2 separate regions of the Gossypium hirsutum genome follow, and region 1 is linked to region 2. The links are chromatin contacts, called in public Hi-C maps. All regions are on one chromosome and are shown on one strand. The core of a region is the stretch at or near the end of the contact, and the rest is flanking DNA. Distances in the headings are between cores, read along the strand shown. Region 1 holds the start of LOC107924193 (putative pentatricopeptide repeat-containing protein At1g12700, mitochondrial). Region 2 overlaps LOC107924573 (transcription factor UNE12).

Region 1 (6,259 bases), core at 2,449-4,948, 160 kb after region 2:
TATATGTAATGAAAGTCGTTTTGATTGTATGTTAACATAATTAATAAGTAAGATTGTTCAGAACATTTTTTGGTTATGATAGTAAAACTTTGAGTTCATAAGTTTATGGTATACAATTATAGGGTGATAAATACATGTATTTATATGTCATCCTAGTAGGAAATCGGTAAATTTTATGGAGATATATATAATAAGTAATAATTATATGTTATTTACTATCATAAAAGGTTAGTCAAAACTAAAAATGATGTAATACAGTTAAGATTATTTAGATTTTAGTTATTAAATAAAGTATAGGCTAAATATGTGTAGATACTTAAGTAACAAATTTATAATTGATGAAGGCTAACTAGAAATTAAGGTCAATGTGAAAAAAACACATGTGAAAAAAAATACTTATGATATAACTTTTATGATGTATAATCTTAAAAGAGAGAGAGAGAGTAATTTCTCCAAAATATTTTTATGTTAGTTTGAAAGATCAAATCATAAGACTCAAATACTTCAACATATCAATAGATACAAGTATACCTTTGCATTTAGTTACGACAAATTATGATAGATTAAATTTTACATACGATATTTTACAGTTTTAAAAATATGTTTTAAATCCAAGTATCGTTGGTAACTCCTTATAAAAAAAATTCAATATTGAAGGAATTTGACAAGTATGGTTAAAAAAAGTCCTTCTATATACCTCTATTTCTCTCTTTATATGTATTGCTTTAAGCAATTATTCTCACGAGTTTACAATAACAAAATGTGCTGCTTTTCAATTGAACAAGCTAAGGGGTAACCTAGACCTAAGTTTTGCAGCGCTTAAGTGAGAACAATTTTTTGTCAAATCATGCACTCCGTTGTTTTAAATTTACAGTTACTTGTACCAATATTGTATATTGCATTATAACTATTATCATATTTCGTATAGTACTACTATTATTGCACATAATGTATTTTTGTATCTCATGTTGTGAGCCAATAAAAGGATTAAGAGTCGTATATAGACTACTCGGGACAGATGTGATGTATTGTAGGATAAATCGATGAGATGTGAAGCCATTTCATAACTAATGAATCGAATAATACTTCAACATCTAGTTGAATCCTCCATCGATTAGGATATGCACATAAATTCAGCCTATACTTTGCTTCAACAATTTGCTATTCACTAGAATAAGATGTTTTTAGTTGGTTGTTGTGGGGTGAAGTTATAAATTTTGTATTATGATAGTAGATATTGAAATTTAAAATTTTGGAAGGATAAAAGTACGAATCTATTAATTTTTAGTTAAAATTAACAATTATTTTTTATATTTAAAAGAAATCAATTGAATCATCGTTTTACAATTATTTCGAAGTAGACATTAAATTTAACGAAGTGAAAGTTTGAATGGAAGAAACGATGATGTGTTCTATTAATAGACTTTACATGCTAAGCAAAATCATTCTCTAAGTTAAAAAAAAAATCAATTTAGATTGTTGTATTGATTAATAAATCTACAAGATTGATTTTTGTTTATGGTCATAATTAAATGTATGTAATGCTTACAAAGAGTATAAAAACAATGCCAATTTTATTTGTTATGAATTGGTGACATGTATGCACATGTATTGTAGGTTGTTAATACACATGAATATATCAATAGGACATGTTCAACTTCAATAACATTTTAGGCAATATTTTTCCATCTAATTCTTAACCGATTTTCATCATTCTTGAAGCATTAGACTGCTTTGTTAATCTATTATCAAACGAGATGCAACAAATTGGGATTAAAAGCAAGCATTCTTCTAAAATCCAATAGAACCGCAAAACATCATGATGAACCCTAGTTTTGACCAATGTAGCTTCTAAACCAAATTCATTCCAAGATAGTGGCCCAAAAATCACGTAAAAATATTCATTAAAAAGCTCATAAAATAAACTACGTGATGTAATTTTTTTTACAAAATTTCATCTATTATAACTCAAGTTATGCTTAAATCAATCGAGACCAAAAACACACCTAAACTACCCGAAACATAAAGTTCTTGCTCATGTCTTCCTTCCAATCCCTTCCTTTCATCCCCCTCATATTTTGAACCATAGATGAACGTCTCATCCAACGGTCCATATTTAAAATTATGGAAGAGAGGGATCTGTGTGCTAGTCGTCTCTACCAATCATATTTCATTTTATGGATACCGTCTAACTCACACATGACTATTTAAATCCCTTCATTTCCGTTACCTCCTCACACGACGAAATTATCAGTGCATTACCACTTTGATCTAATCCTCAATTTCCCAATTTCTCTTGAAACCCTAATCCTAAATCGATTTCCCAACTTCGGCGTTCTAATGGCCACTGAGGAACCAACTGTCGCCGTGGAATCTGCGCCTGAGCTGGCGGAAGAGAATCCCGCTGAGGCTACAGCCAATCCCAAATCTGGCAAAGCAAAGAAAGCTAAAGAGCCCAAAGCCAAGAAGGCTGCAGCTCCTAGGAAGCGACGAGCTCCTCCTGCTCATCCTCCTTACGAAGAGGTATTTCATAATTCAATTTTTTTCTAAATGGTTCCGATTATGTTGTAGGTTTCCGTAATTCAGATCTGAATTCGTGTTAATATGTGATCTGTCTGTGACAGATGGTCAAGGATGCAATCGTTACTTTGAAGGAGAAGACTGGATCAAGTCAGTATGCTATCACTAAATTCATTGAAGAGAAACAGAAGAATCTTCCTGGAAATTTTAAGAAGCTTCTGCTTTTCCATTTGAAGAAGCTTGTGGCTGCTGGGAAGTTGGTCAAGGTTAAGAATTCGTATAAACTTCCTTCGGCTAAGGCTTCGAAGCCGGCTACAACTGCTTCTGCTCCGGCTAAGAAGAAGCCGGCTGCTAAGTCCAAACCTGCTTCGAAGGCCAAGGAAGGGAAACGTGCTAAAACAACTTCTAAATCCCCTTCTAAGACAAAGGCTAAAGCGGCGGCTAAACCAAAGGCTGCTCCTAAGGCTAAATCCACCGCAACGAAGACGAAGGCTGTGGCTGCTGTGAAGCCGAAGGCGAGTGCATCTGCTAAGCCAAAAACCGTAGCTAAATCGAAGGCGAAGCCAAAGGAAAAGCCGGCTAAGGCTTCGAGGACTTCAACAAGGACTTCTCCTGGGAAGAAGGCGGCTGTCCCTAAAGCTACTCCGAAGAAGGCTGCCGCGCCTAAAAAGGCTCCTTCGAAGAGTGCTAAGCCGAAAAGTGTCAAATCACCGGCGAAGAAAGCTACGACGAGGAGGGGAAAGAAATGAGAAGGGAGGCTAGTCGAAATAGGGGTAGTATTGTAAATTGGAGTGATGTATAGTGGGTGTATATGGATCCACGTATACCCACGAGATATAACATTCAGATCTCTTTTTTAATATTTTTATTTGAGTTGGTTTTTTTTTTTTTGGTGAGTTTAAAAGTTGAAACAGTTGTTAGATGTAACTTTCAGTTGAATGTATTATGAGATAAACTTAGAGCAATGATCTCTCTGACCTGTTTCCGCTTCATTGTGGTTTCGATGTTGGTTTGTAATGATAGCTTCACTAAATTTGATGGATTCAGTTATTCTCGAGTGGAACTTCTAATTAACCATTTTTTCTAACTTCAAATATCAGTTCATGGGAGTTAGGGTAGAGATAGGCCTCGAAATTTCCAGCCTTTTGTGTTCTACTGGTGTGTCAGCAATATTATCCTTCTCTTACTGATATTTACATGTCGAATAGCTTATAAATCTATCAGTGAAGCCCAACCTCATCTGTTATTAAAAAGGTTAAGGAGAAGATAATGGGAATTTTGAACAAGTTTGATGTTGCGCCATGCTTCTTCCGACTCTTCCACCAACATGATGATTGATGATGAAATCTAAAAAAGAATCAACCCCAAAGATTGTACCCTATTATGTTAAGGTAAGCAAAAAGTAAGGCCACTGCATTACATAACCAATCTATTTATATTTATATTTATATTTATATGTATATGTTTTGATGCATTATAGAATATAGATTTGTACAATGAATTTATATGTATTTATTTAAGGACTTTTGGGAAAATCCTTCCCCCCCCCTATTCCTAGGATAGGATGGTTCAAGTTCAAATTGTCTGCTTCTAGGCTCTCGGTCCATGGCCCAATGGACCCGATAAAACAAAAGATCCGTATCCACTAACATTGAGTTGCGACTTGCGCGTATTAGTTGAGGTTCCGTAGTCTGGTTTTTCAAAAACATCCGGCAAAATGGTCGCCAGTAGGATGGTTCGCGTTGCTTCAGCCGCTAATGGAGCTGCTCGATCATGTTCTTCTTCTTATGCAGAATCTACTCCAATAGGTAAACTCTCATCTCTTTTCAATTCCCGCCAAAACCCCACTTTTTCTAAGAATCCCAAATCTTCAAACCTCAACAAACAAAATTTTGCAAGTCAAGAACCACTTCACAAATTTCTCAAATCAGGGGCTATTACTCTCGATAAAGCAGTTCAACTTTTTGATCAGATGACCCAAATGAAACCCTCTCCTCCAATGTCATCATTTAATCTGTTGTTAGGTGCCCTTGTTAAGATTAAGCAGTATAATCATGTCGTTTTGCTTTGCAAGAGATTGGATTCTATTGGATTTTCGCCTAATTTCTTTACCTTGAATATTCTACTTAATTGTTTATGTCGTGCGGGTAGAATTAGTGATGCTTTCGCTGTTTTCGGTAGGCTTTTTAGGTGGGGTTTTAGACCAGATACTCTAACTTTTACATCTCTGATTAAAGGGCTGATTGTCGAGGATAAGGTTGGTGAAGCAACTAGGTTGTTTGGGAAAATGGTTGTATTTGGTTGTCAGCCTAGTGTTATTAGTTATGGGGCTTTGATTAATGGTCTGTGTCGAATGGGGAATACGAGTATTGCTCTTCGGTTATATGACGAAATGCTTAATGGAAATGGGGTGTGTAAGCCTAACGTTATTATTTATGGTAGCATTATCGATGGCCTGTGCAAGGAGGGTATGATAGAAAAAGCGAGTCAACTTTTTTCGGAAATGAAGGGTTGGGGAATTTGTCCGGATGTGATTGTTTATAGCTCCCTACTTCATGGTTTTTGTTGCATAGGTAACTTGGAGAAGGCTAAAAGTCTGTTTCTTGAGATGTTGGATCAAGGTGTGCATCCTAATGTGATCACTTTCAATGTGTTAATAGATGCACTCTGCAAGATGGAGAAGTTCGAAGAAGCGAATCAGTTGTTGAATTTAATGATTCAGAGAGGAGTAAATCCTGATATAATAACATATAACACATTGATGGATGGGTATTGCTTGGCTGGTAAGCTTGATTTTGCAGGGGATTTGTTTGCTTCCTTGCAAAGTAAGGATAATGGACCAGATGTTGTTAGCTTTAATATAATGATCAATGCTTATTGCAAAAACTGGAAGGTTAATGAAGCTATGAGGCTTTACCGGGAAATGATCGCAAAAAGGATTAAGCCAACGGTTATCACGTATAACACCTTATTGACTGGTCTTTTCCAGGCAGGAAAGGTTGACGAAGCAAGAGAACTGTTTGGTAAGATGCAGTTCGGTAACATTGCACCTGATTCTTGCACGTATAACATCTATGTGGATGGACTTTGCAAAAACGATTGTGACTCAGAGGCACTGGAACTGTTCCATAAGTTAGAAAGTTGCAAGTTTGAATTTAGCATTAAGGTGTTCAACTCCCTTATTTATGGGCTGTGCAAAACAAGGAAGCTTGAAACAGCTTGGGAGCTATTTTATGGATTGCCAAATAAAGGCTTGGAACCAACAGTTGTAACTTATTCTATAATGATCAATGGGATGTGTAAGGAAGGGCGACTTGAAAAGGCAAATGATTTGTTAATAGAAATGGAGGAAAAGGGTTGTGCTCCAAATGTTGTCACGTTTAACACACTCATGCATGGTTTTACTCAGAAGAATGATACCCAAAAAGTAGTGAAACTTCTTCATAAAATGGTGGAGAAAAAATTGTCGCCTGATGCATCCACTGTTGCCGCAGTTGTAGATTTACTTTCCAAAGATGAAGCATATCTTGAAACTCTGAAATTACTTCCTACATTTCCAGTCCAAGTGCCACCTAATAAGGCCAGAGTGAAACTTGTTTGCGAGCTTTGAGTGTCAGTCAAAATCCTTGACTTGACAGAGCTTCTGCAGAGACTTAACATATTGAGTGGAGGTTTCAAAATGTGTTGGCTTACACACATGTTACATCACTTTCATTTGAGTTCAAGCCCGGAATTATTA
Region 2 (6,459 bases), core at 813-3,312:
AACTTTTCTACTTTCTCCTTTGGTACAGTTGCGCAGGGAGAGAATTGCCGAAAGAATCCGGGCATTGCAGGAACTTGTTCCTAGTGTTAACAAGGTCAGTTCCTTTTACTTGAGAAATGATGTGTATTTCCAGTTTGTTTTTAGGCAATATTCTCTGATTACTTTTTTCTTATATTGGAATTCTTATCATCAAATGAAGGTAGTGCTGTTAACTAGGTTGGCAAGAAAAATGTTTTTAAGATTAACTGGTTTATTTTTAAATTTATATTATAAGGAGCTTGCACAGTAGAGAACTGTAATCTATTGATGCTGTCTGTCACAATCTTATGTGCTTCATCTTGTCATATAACTGTGCAATAGTTTTAACTAAACTTGTGACGTTAAAGCTTTTAAACTTTTTAAACTTTATTACTTTTTGAGGGTTTGCCCACTCATTTAAAGCTACCTCTATTGTTTGTTAAAGTCAGTGTCTACAGATGTTGAATGGATTGATGTCCTAATTCCAGAGCTAGTAACTAAATAACTTTACCGTCAACTACTGTTGTATAACCTAGCTAAGTTGATTATTGTTATAGGGATCACTTTGAGACATGGGTGACCTTATGGTAGATTTGTGTGTCTTGGGAGGTAAACCATGAGAAAGTTTAACTATGCACAACGCATCTTACTGCTATTAGTAGTGACATATGTTTCTTTTTGTAGACTGATAGAGCGGCCATGCTTGATGAAATTGTAGATTATGTGAAGTTCCTGAGGCTCCAAGTTAAGGTATCTATAACTCTGTTTACCTGTTTGATTTCATACTTCTTATTCTGAATTTTGCTTTACTGCATATAATAGAGCTGCTTGTTTTTATGGGATCAGTCTGTGGTTCTTATTGCATGAATGTGCATTCTAATTTTAGAAGTTATTCTCAATATACGTTGATTTGCATCTGTTTATTCTTTCTTTTTTACTGAAATACTGCTAAAATAACATACACTTGTAAATGTTGATTTGCATCTGTGGTTCAACTTAACTTCTTTATGGCTTTGGAATATGAATTACAGTAAAAAGTTGGTTCATGCTATTATATCAGAAATTTTACTAGTTCAAAGGGTGATGATGACATAAAATCATTTCTGGTAGAGGGGTTCTCCCATTTAGTGTTTTAGGGTCTATAATGTTTTCTTACGAGCTGGTAAATTGTAATCATTTGAAGGAAATAAAGAGGAATGAGCTAATGTGATTATTTATTTAACAGGTCTTGAGCATGAGTAGGTTGGGCGCAGCTGGTGCAGTGGCACCACTTGTAACGGACCTCCCACTATCGTCAGTTGAGGTAATAAATATAGTAATGATTCATGCATGTGTCACTTAGGATATTGTTATCTGCATTTGGTATACATTTCAGTTAAGGCAATTGAGCATTCCTCTTTGCATCAGCAGGATGAAAGTGGTGAGGGAGGAAGAAGCCAACCAGCCTGGGAGAAATGGTCAAATGATGGCACAGAGAGACAAGTAGCTAAGCTGATGGAAGAAGATGTCGGAGCTGCCATGCAATTCCTTCAATCAAAGGCTCTTTGCGTCATGCCAATTTCACTGGCCACCGCAATTTACCACACGCAATCTCCGGATACCTCCTCTGTTGTTAAGCCGGAAACAAATCCTCCTTCATAAACACCTCACATGAGGAAAAGAGGAAAAGAAAACGGTACGCATCCCATAGTTGATCTTATTCCTCGGTCCCCCATGGGAAAGTAAGTTTCAGGGGGCGCTATCAAAGTCAGATGCCATAACTCTTTGCTTTATTATTTTTTATTATTTGGGCTATGCTCATAAAACAGGGTTTTGATGGAATTGAAGGGAAAAGAATTTTTAAAGCTCACCTTATATGCTTTTGTTTTTCTTTTGTAGGTGTATCATATGGTGGGGGAGACTGTGGACAAAGACGGAAGCACTTTTCTTGTGTAGTGGTGGGGCATGGATTTTTGGGTTTGGTGGGATGTGGGACCTGCAAAAGGAGATGGATGAGATGAGTATATTTACATATTATAACAATAAAATATTACAATATTGATAGTGTTAGTGTAAGTAACAGTGTAATTTCACAGGAAAGGGGGAATGTAGCAACTAAAGTAGAAGAAGGGATAATGGTTGGCTGATTTTATAAAATGTTGATTGGGTTAACTCCTATTAATTAATGAATAAAATAGATGGATTGATTCACGTTTCAGAAAACCCTAGTGCATTGCTTTTACATTGCATGCGGGGAGCCGTCCACTTGATGCTTGAATTTGTAGTGGTTACTTTGTGATAAAGGAAGCGTGGGTAACGTAATTTGACTTGCTTTATCTTTCTGAAAAACAAATCGTGTGGGTCATTGTTGGATTCTATGTTAAATCATTGGACCTAAGGAAGGAAAAAAGAGCTGATGGGTGGGTTGTTTTGGCCGCCTAAATTAGGATCTCTATTTTTAGATATTTGTGTTTCCTTCCAACAGCGGGTCGGTTACCTACCCTGACTCATAACATCTTCACTGACATTAGTTCATTTTCATGTTATCAAGTTCCTTCCCCATCTTCTGGTACAAGGCAACTTGAATCATCTAGTTGAAATTGCATGGAAATGCCAGCTGAAGGGGGAAAAAAAGATCGGTTCAGCTTGAAAATTTTAACGAGAAAAATGCATGGCCACGGAAGCGTCGCAACATCTAAGGTTTTGCATTATTTTAGGCAGCGTTGGCACATCAAAATTTGACTCCTACAAAACATGCGTTAATGGCATTGCTATGCGATTGCAACCAAATACCGATCAACTCAAACACGATTTTTCCACTCAGCTGCTAACCCGCTGGCACTCGCTTTCTGCTTATCTCAACAACTCGTGAATTAGTAACGTACATCTCCGAGTTGTCGAAAATGAAATGAAGAAATTGGCAGTAAGTTACTATCAATTAAGCATGCTAAATTGGAGAATAGGGCAACTTGAAAGGGGAATTTACCTAGTAGTGGCGAATCTAGAATTTTTTGGGCGAGAATAAGCTGAAATACAATTTTAATTTTATATTGGTTTATATCTTAATAATTTTTAAAAAGATTAAATCAAGATTTTAATATTTTTTAAAAGTAAAACTATTTGACCTGTTAATTTTACCATATATTAAGTTGAAAAGAGAGACTAAAAAAACAATATTCATTTTGGGGAGCAGATCCATTTGACTGGACCGCAGTAATCTGCAACCATGACCATAGGAGCATTTACCAACATCTCTGCTGAAAACAGAGGAGAATCAGCAAACTTGTCACACTAATAAATTATTGGTAAAATCACATTTCGGGTCTTTTTTAATTTTAATATTGAGTAAATTGGTCCCTCTCGAAAAAATTGGAGTAATTTAATCTGGCAATCTCAAAAACAAGCAACTAAGGACAATTAATTACTGCAGTAATATTTTTCGCTGATTGTACATAATTTTAATTAGTATAATAACAAATTTAGCCCTTGATATTTACATATTATGTATAAATGTTGGCAGAATGTGTAAATATTAAGTTAAATTTGGACCAAATTGTTAGAATGTATAAACTTTAAGGGTTAAATTTGATACCAAAAGAAAATGTATTATTGAAGAAAAATATTAACATTGTAATTAATTGACAATGATTAAATTGATATGGTTCTTTTTGGAGGGACTGATTTGATCAATTTTAAGATTAAAAGAGAACTAAAAAGTCTTTTTTTTCCTCTATGGTTCTAATTTGGAAGGATTAATTTTATTCATTAAAATGAAAAACAATCATCTCTTATTCTTTGTTCTCTAACCTTTTTTTTTTCCTGACCAAGGAGACCCAAAAGTTAAATTTTTTCCCGATGTGCAAGAAGTTTTAAAAGTTTCTGATAAATAAACAGATGAGAAGTACTAACATCTTTTTGGGCCGCAGGATGATTCGGTTGAGCCTACATGACAGTTGGTTAAGTTAATATTTGACCTGGGCTTGCTTCCTGTACCAGTAATGTTACTGTTCAAGAAGAACCTATTTACTACTAGTCGAGTACACATGTAAATAATATAAATTTATTTAAATAATGTTTTTTTTCTTAAAAAAGTAATAATTATTTGTAAATAAAAAATAAAAAAATAAATACTTATTAATATAAAATTATTAAAAAAAAAGGAGAGTGAGTTATATTTTTTACAAATAACAAGTACGTAATTCCTCAATAACTAATCATTTGGATTTTCAGAATCTCCCTCAAAGAGACGTGAATAGAAACTCGTGACTTGGAGGAGACAATAACGAAAACGACTAGGGCAGTGTTGAGTTCACATGTCCCAAGTGTAGAGGACAAAAGGGTAGAAAAACACAGCCTATGGTATTAAAAACGACAAGCGTGGAGTGTAACTAACTGCTGAGATGAGCGACTTTATAATTGATCCAACAATGTTGGGTCGGATGAATAAATGAACCAATCTTGAGTAATAAACATACTAGATATAAATTAACATATTTATTGTTTTTAAATATACTATAAATAAAATAATTCTAAATATTTATTAAATGAATTTGAAACAAATATAAAATTAAAAGCAAACTACGGTTGTACTTGTATCCATTTACGGGCAGCCTTAGCCTTAGTCTTAGAAGGGATCAAAATTAGTTTTAATTATTACGTGTAAAAACTGAAAACAGGCCATGTGAAAAGAATGGAACCAAGTGAATTTGGTTGATGGAAATGGGGTAATTGAATTCTTTTATATTCATATTTGATGGGCACTATTTTAGGTTTTACAAGTCATGTGGAATATGTGATGTGGCAAAAGGGTACCTCCTCTTTTCTCTTGTCATCTCATGTCAATGTCTTGTTCCATTATTAGTTACTTTTCTTGCATTTCCTGCCTTCTCCCGACTTCCCTAGACATGCACACAGCATTGAATCATACTAAGCTGCCATAGCATAGCCACTATTGTCCATGTTTCTTATTTTCGGAAAACTTGGTAAAAATATCAGTTTTTTTCCCTAGTCATAAGAATTAACAAATACATGATTAATGGACGAAATGAGTTACTATTATACTATACCTTATTGCTTAAAATATTTAGTTCAAGGTTAGTTTGATCTTTCGACTTTTAATTTTTATATAACTTACATTTGTTAATGTACTTGTACTTCCCACCAAATTTTTGGCTTAACCTATTAATAATTGAAAGTAACTATCATAAAATTTTAAAAAACTTAGGGAGTTGTTCATGATATTTGTCCAATTTTCATTTGAGCCCAAAAAAAATATTATATAGAAGACGGTACTTAGAGATGCCAACTTTGAAGTCAACAATTTGGTTAATTAATCTTTAACCCCCTTATTTTACTAAATAATTTTTTATTTCATACATATGAAAAAAAAGCCTACTTTTTTTTTAACCAAAAGCAATTTAAGTTCTTCGAGCTTGGAAAAAGGAGAAGTGAATTTATGAATGTTGAGTGTTTTTGTGAGTCTGCCTCTCAATGGGGTTAATTTCCCTATTTATATGATATTGTTATTGGATGTGACATCTTAGGTAGGCCCTCATGCATGCCAACACGTATTCTATTCTAAGATTAACACGTGTTCCCTAAGTGCGAGTTCGCTTGCATGGTATTGCGAATCCACCACGTGCGAACTTATGTAAGCGAACTATGCAGGCAATCACTACTAAAGTAAAGAAGATTGGGCTGGTCTCAGTCGGGTAAGAGGAATGGCGAACACCATAACAATTTACGGTGAACATTATAACAATTTGCCCACTCGTGGCGACATCACCAATGAAGGAGACGTTAGATACAACTATAGGCGGATTTAGGGGGCTGACAAGGGCCAGGGCCCCCCTAAAATAGAAATATTTTCATTTAGCCCCTTTAAATTTTGTAAAGGTAAAATTGCAGTTGGCCCCCTAAAAATGATAAAAAAATTGATTTAATCCTTTAAAAATTATAAAGATTAAAAAAATTGATTTAATCCTTTAAAAATTATAAAGATATAGACAATTTAATTTCGGCCCCTCCTAAATTGTTTTCCTAGCTTTACAACTTAAGTTGTTCAAAAGCAACCTGGCATTCCTCTGTCCAACTGAAGGAAGTCCTCAATGCCTTAAAGAAAGGTAAACATGTATCTATCATTCTGGACACGAACCTGTTTAGTATGACCACTCTTTCTATTAAGCGCTGAATGTCTTTAATAGTTTTCGGAGAAGGCATGTCTAGTATAGCTTTAATCTTTTCAAGGTTTACCTCTATACCTCTTTTTGAAATCATGAAGTCCCAAACTTTCCTGCTTTTACTCCAAAAGCACACTTCTCTGGATTTAACTTCATATTATAGATTCGCAGGATAGCAAAAGCTTCAGACAAATCTTCAATGTGCCTTTTTAAAGTAGTACTCTTCATTAACATATCATCCACATAAACCTCAATACTGCGACCAATCTACTCTTTAAAAATC

The links. Hi-C and Micro-C count contacts between places; a contact is called where the count stands out from the background.
Region 1: a contact with region 2 is called in a Hi-C map of leaf, with 2.8 times the contacts expected there. The contact joins the promoter of LOC107924193 here to the enhancer-like site in region 2. A contact is called at or near these places in 2 of 34 Hi-C or Micro-C datasets (cotyledon and leaf).

The regions. Positions count from the first base shown.
Region 1 is chrA11:14,963,048-14,969,306 of Gossypium_hirsutum_v2.1, forward strand. It overlaps LOC107924193 (putative pentatricopeptide repeat-containing protein At1g12700, mitochondrial), which reads left to right and starts at 3,699. Exons shown (of 1, transcript XM_016854524.2): 1 at 3,699-6,259. The coding sequence starts at 4,238. The coding sequence ends at 6,130. It overlaps LOC107924194 (histone H1), which reads left to right and starts at 2,201. Exons shown (of 2, transcript XM_016854525.2): 1 at 2,201-2,523; 2 at 2,625-3,566. The coding sequence starts at 2,341. The coding sequence ends at 3,269.
Region 2 is chrA11:14,808,254-14,814,712 of Gossypium_hirsutum_v2.1, forward strand. LOC107924573 (transcription factor UNE12) reads left to right here. Exons shown (of 7, transcript XM_016855086.2): 3 at 29-94; 4 at 703-768; 5 at 1,244-1,321; 6 at 1,426-1,693; 7 at 1,897-2,208. The coding sequence ends at 1,659. Among protein-coding and RNA genes, the nearest start is that of LOC107924573, 5.8 kb to the left of the region's middle. Within about 2 kb of position 2,063, at least 9 of the 9 cell types and tissues checked have an H3K27ac peak or open chromatin away from gene starts, as enhancers often do. A contact at or near this core is called in cotyledon and leaf, where this site is marked.